2 separate regions of the Zea mays genome follow, and region 2 is linked to region 1. A link is a contact called in public Hi-C data. All regions are on one chromosome and are shown on one strand. The core of a region is the stretch at or near the end of the contact, and the rest is flanking DNA. Distances in the headings are between cores, read along the strand shown.

Region 1 (3,104 bases), core at 314-2,813:
CGCAGCTATGCTGAGCCTGTCAACTACCGCTTTGCACCAGTTCTTGTTGGCCATGTTCTGGATGTCCTGGGTATACTTTACATCATCAATCCTGATGCGAGTGTCAGTGTTGGAGAATAGCATACACTGAAATGCAGCCATGAAAAAGGCTCTTAGGCCCAGCTCCCCAGTGAGAATCCTCTTCTGCAGTCTATCAGTGATAACAGATATATTGATACCAGATATGCGTCTATAAGAGTTGCCACAAATTTGCTCTACCAGCTCGTCCCGCAAGGCACGAGCATTTGCATCAGACATGGGGGGGGGGATCACTGCCAACGTTTGGTAACTGCAAAACACACCAAACACTGTGCTCAGTGATTGGAATCTCTTTTCCACCACCAATCTCTAATTTCATCGTTTCTGGGTTAAGCTTCCGCATCAGCCAGCTGAGCAACTTTCTGGACAATAAGTGCGACTTGAATCTCAGTAGGCCGTCAAACCCCTCGACAACTACTTCACTTTTCAATTCATCAGATAGAGCATTCACAAACTTTATAAACTTCCCAGGTGAGCATCGTATAGCTCGCGTCTTAGTTATACCCTTATTCTCATCGCCACCAACAATACCAACATTGTCGTCGCCAGAACCATCGCCGGCAGGAGCAAAATCTGGGTCTTGTTCATCATCACTTTTGGCATCTTGAATAGGAGACAAGGGGACTTTCAACCTTAACCTCTTCCTCCTTTCCTTCAATTCATTTTTATCTAATTGCTTTCTCTTGTTTTGTACACGAGGAGAGCGACAGACAGTATCAGCGCCTTGCTGGTCTGTGACATTATGTTCTTGATTCATTATAAAAACCACTGAAAAAATGAGAATTTAAAAAACATGAGGGCACAAACACATGGTACAGATTTCATAACCAAAAATTGCTAATCAACAAACTAAAACACACAGTACAAATAGGAACAAAAAATAGTTGTAATACACACTAATGCTGCAACACACATTAGTACTGGGACAGAATTGCCACATGCGACATAAGCCAGTTGCAACAAGACTGCTAAAATAATTACTACTGGGACAGTTGCAACAGTGAATTTAAACAAATAACTAGTTGTATACCAGCCACAGCCGAACCATTTGGTCGTGTACGATGCCACAAATGGTGCTCAACAGTCGCTTTAACGAAGAGAAGCGAATAACGATAGGATTAGAGAAACAACACTCTAAATACAGTGTCCGATTAACACTGTTATATTAAACAATATCGACTATACATATCTTATGTCCCATATCGTCTTTTTCACTTTCCACACATTGATTAGATGGTCGACTATCGGCAAGGTGCTAAATCATTTGCTTTCTGAACACGTGTTCCGTATGCCACCGCGATGAAGCTGTAACCAACTGATGAGACCTTTCCTAACCGTGGTTTACGTTGGAGGCCAAGTGACCAACCCAACAGCAGGGCTGTTATCCAAAAAAAAAAAAAACAGCATCAGGGCGGTAGCGTAATTTCCCTGGCCGGTTGCGGCCGACGACCTCTTCGAGAGAACGAACGATTCTTCCTCCCGTTTGCTTCCCCTGCCCGCACTCTGCCTCGTCAATCTCGCTCCGCGTCCCGCTTCCGCTGTTGCTTTCGTCGCCATCTCGCTCCGGTCCCCGCCGCTGCTCCAAGTGGGAGCCAAGTCATCTCTCTGGCCGAAGATCCAGGTTGAGTCGGCGTCGCCGGCAGAGGCAAGAGACTCCGGCGCGATGTCGTTGGACTCGGAGGCTTCCTCGCAGGGTGGGGACTACCGTAGCTTCCGCCAGATCACGCGAGATCGTAATCCCTCTTCCCATCCTGATTTCGATTTGCTTGCTCGCTGTCTCGCTGCTGCTGGAAATGGATCTGGCAAAGTTGCTCGCGGAGCTGGAAATACCGGCATGCGGTTTGTTGCTCTGGAGTGTAGACCTCTACTCTCAGTATATACGGCGTAGTGACCTTTTACGTGCAAAGGTGCTTAACCCTGCATTGGCTTTGCCAACTGAGTGACGGCTCGTTGGTTTCGCCACACTTCTGGCTTCAGTGTGTCGATACCTTGATCAAGAGAGTAGTGACACTACAATGAAGTGGGCTGTGCTCTCTTCAGCACTAGTAGCACTGTAGCAAAACAATTTGATACCTGATAGAAGTAACATGGCCAAAGTTTTACTTGGAAAATCAATTAAGTTATTGGATTGAATATAGGCAAGATATAGGCCCTCTTTGGATCCATCGGCTGATAGTAGTTAGCTAGCTAATAGCACATAGCTAATATTAGCTAGCTAACTATTGGCTAGCTAACTATTATCAGCTAATTGATAGGGTTGGGTTGACGGTCCACCTATTAGTTAATTATCTGATTTGATCCAACTAGTGAGATAGTTATTATCTAGAGGTCCAGCTAACAATCAGCTAGTCTATTATTTATACCTGTTTGGATCCAAAAGAGAATTATTAGCAGATAGCTACTATCTACGGGGAACCAAACAGGGCCATAGTGACACTGTTGGGCTAATAGCTTTTGAAATATGAGGGATTGTTGTAACAATTTGCTAGTTCCATATGGGCTTGTTCCTTGTATTGTTTGCTTATGGATGTGTGTACTCACTGCTGCCCAGTTTGTTTGTTTGTTTTTGTATCCATGAGTCATGATTCACTTTGAACCTCAAAATGTGAAACTTGTAAAATAATATGCCCTTTTCAAATTTGTTCAGGATGGGCATTTATGAACAACTGTGATCTTGTTATACATATTTTATGGAAAAATTCATGTAGTATTGCCTAAAAGAGGATTCTTGATATGAAGTGGTTTTCATGCATAGGTAGCAGTTGTACCGATCCACCATTCTGAACAGATGCTCGTTATTAACAATTTTTTAAGTATCCATTCGATAGTTTGTAATCTAGCATCTTTGCTCACTGTATCATGTGCAGTCTTGTTTGTTTTATTTAACTTCTTACATATGTATCGGTGGGCCTTTTGCAGCTACTTATGTTTGTGTTTACTAATATATTGCATATACCGACTTGCTTGAGACTAAAGAATTTTGTTGTTACTGCTGCTGAATTCATAAATATTTGTGCTTTGACAAA
Region 2 (3,104 bases), core at 157-2,656, 130 kb before region 1:
TGTTTTGCTTCCCACCTCTCTGGCGAGCTCATTCTCTTGAGTGGTCGTCTTGATGTTGGGGCTGCCTCATCCTCCTCCGTGATCACAATACCTGACAAACCCAACCTCTTGCCAGATCCCATGCCACTGCCCCTGCCACCAGATGGGTTCACCCTTGGTGCATCATCCCCACCTCGCTGCATCGGCAGGAGGTCTTTCCCAGTATCCTGATCGACATCCCGCATCGACAAACTCAACTTCTGCCCCTTCACCGAGACTACCTTCACATACACCTCCTGGTCACGCTTCACCACCTCCTTTGCATTGGCCACCCGCCTGCTAGCCATCTGCGATACATGAACAAGTCCCTCGTGGCCACCGCGAACATCATCAAGCCTGACAAAGCATCCGGTATCCATCACCCGGGTAACCCTCCCTCGGTACACCTGGTACAGCTCTGGCTCCCCACTGGGATTCGAAACAGCAACCTCCCTTCCCCTTCCTACATTGCCCCTCTCCTCTTCTTCATCATCTGCATACCTCCTGCTCCTCCCCAAGTCCCTAACTCTGTTCCTACCAGTATCTCTATCTCCATCGTGGAGGCGTTCCCCGTCACGATCCCGGACATGGTCATGATCCCTATCACGGCCATACTCACGGTCGCGCCCTCGATCCCTATCATGGCCATACTCACGGTCGCGCCCTCGATCCCTATCACGGCCATACTCGCGGTCGCGCCCTCGATCCCTGTCACGGCGGTCACGATCGTGGTCACGGCCACCGCGGTCTTGATCATGCTCACGGCCGCCGCGGCCGTAGTCCCGGTCTCGGCCTCTCCCATCCCAGCGGCGGTCGCGGTCGTCCCTCATCGGAGCAGGAGGGGCCGCATCGGCATCCCGCTCGAGCTCGAGGCGGAGGTTGCGGGCATGGTCGGGGTCGTCGGGGCGGGCGAGCCCGGGGAATTTGGCCGACTCCGCACCAGCAGGGCCCTCGGCGACGGTGGCAGCGCTAGGGTTGGAAGCAGTAGGCTGGAGGATGGCGTGGATGATGGTGAGGAGCGTACGGACGAAGTAGTCGGGGAAGTCGGCGCCCTTCTCCTTGAGCTTGGCGTCGAACTCGGGGACGGTTGTGGAGTCGCGGCCGAGCTCGGTGATGAACTCGGCCAGCACCTTGTCGCCGACGCCGATGTGGGTCTCGAGCTCGGAGCAAACTTTGGAGACCAGGGAAAGGTATTCGAGCTTCCTAAGCCCGTCATCGCCGGGACCAGCCTCCGCCGCCGCTGGCGCCATGGCTGAGGGTGGTGCTGGTGTCGGATCTAGGGCTTGGTCCGCGCTTCAAATTTATTCGGGTTGGGTTGGCCAGTTGGGTGAGAACTGTGGTGTGGTGTGGTGTGGTGTTGGCGTTGGGAGCGTCCCGGTTTGCTCCCGTGCTCGCTGTAGTTTTTTTTTTCATGGGTGGCTGGATTGTTTAAGATTTTTGCCATTATAAAACATGGCCGTTTCGACGAAACGGAGATGTTGGAAAGAGATTCGACGATATGGAATTATATAGAACGCGTAGCCGACGAAATAGACTCAAAATATTTATTAGCAAATGAGGAAACATTAACCCTCCTTCGTCCGAATCAGTCAGCGTCCGCCGGCTCGCCGTTAGTGCTTGTTGTCTCCGCCGCTCGTGAGGTGTTCTGGTGAGCTCTCTCCTCTCTTCTTCCTCCTCATTCTCCATTCCCCATTCTCTGTTTGTGGAATTCCTCGCTGACACCGGCAGCAGGTGCTTCCGCGCGGCGCTCGGCTCGACGAAGTCGTCGCTGCCGCTACCTACTGGCGCGTTGACAGAGCCTTTGTCATGGGCGGAGTGGCCAGGCTCGTGCTCGTAGGATGGAGGAGGAGGAGTCACGGCAAAGTCGCAGCGCGGGCTGTGTCCACGAGCGCGGCACGCACGGAGGAGTCCGGGTCCCTGACGCAGCGTAGCGCGGCGGCCAGGAGCCTGGGCACGAGCGGCGCGATGACGTCCCGCGGGTGCTCGCCGGCCACGAGCGCGAGCAGGCGGAGCGAGTGCCGCCGCAGCGGTGTCCTGTCAGTGGGCCGCGCTCCGTAGACCGCGGCCACGAACACCGGCAGCTCGTCGGCGTCCAGCTCGCGCGCGATCGCGTCCAGCTCGGACGCACCCATCACCTCCATGTCCCGGTCCGAGAGCCGCAGTAGGCAGCGGCTCACACGCTGCTTCATGGGCTCCCTCGGCGCGAGGCCCATGGTGCCTGGTGTAGCTTCACTGCTCCGTCAGAGGAGGTCAAGCCACTAGAGGAGGAGTCACGGCAAGGTCACGGCGTGACCTCCAGGTGCTAAATGGCCCGTCTCTACGCATAAAAGAGATTACGAGTCTATTTCGTCGGCTACGCGTCTTGTGTATTTCCATATCGTCGAATCCCCCAATGCCTCCATTTCGATGAAGCCGAATGTGCAGTATTTTACAATGGCAAAAATCTCTCGGTGGGGTGGGGTCGTGGGGGTGTGACTCATTTCATCCGTTCCTCTCTTTTCTCCCATTATTTATACTTTCTATTTATTTTTAAATATATTTCTCTCTAACCATTTTCTTATCTCTATTTACATTTTAACTAATTAATTAATTTTTATACATTAGTTTTTGAGTTTTAGAAAATTATACAATATTCATAGCATCATAATATATATTGTTATATGGTAGTTATACTTAAAAATGATTAATTTGGTAGGTCATAGTACTGATTAGTGAGCTTACCATTTAGAGCTAGTTTGGGAGGCACAAAACCGAAGGAATTGGAGGGGCTAGCACAAAAATGAATAAAAAGGGATGCTAGCCTCTCCAATCCTTTCGGTTTTGTGCCTCCCAAACTAGTCCTAGAACGAAAGGGAGAGTGAATCGTTGGAGGGGTGGGGGATAAAAGTACAGAACAGGGAGGAGGCGCATTGGGTGGAACGTTGGAAGTCGTGCGTATGAGGTCCACGACAAGAATTTTTTTCAGGAGGTCTATACGAGGTCCACAGCAAGAATTGTTTTCAGGAGGTTTGTCCATCATTGCTTTAATAGGAGATAAAGCAAAAAAACAGTTACTTTTTATCGTCTGAGCATAATTGAAATGGGTT

Evidence for each region. Hi-C and Micro-C count contacts between places; a contact is called where the count stands out from the background.
Region 2: a Hi-C map of leaf shows a contact between it and region 1, with 4 times the contacts expected there. The contact joins the promoter of LOC103626876 here to the promoter of LOC100280502 in region 1. A contact is called at or near these places in 6 of 25 Hi-C or Micro-C datasets (ear, leaf and tassel).

What each region holds. Positions count from the first base shown.
Region 1 is chr5:129,042,179-129,045,282 of Zm-B73-REFERENCE-NAM-5.0, reverse strand. LOC100280502 (SNARE-interacting protein KEULE) reads left to right here and starts at 1,563. Exons shown (of 21, transcript NM_001153422.1): 1 at 1,563-1,811. The coding sequence starts at 1,742.
Region 2 is chr5:129,176,094-129,179,197 of Zm-B73-REFERENCE-NAM-5.0, reverse strand. It overlaps LOC103626876 (probable pre-mRNA-splicing factor ATP-dependent RNA helicase), which reads right to left and starts at 1,406. Exons shown (of 2, transcript NM_001326564.1): 1 at 1-1,406. The coding sequence starts at 1,268.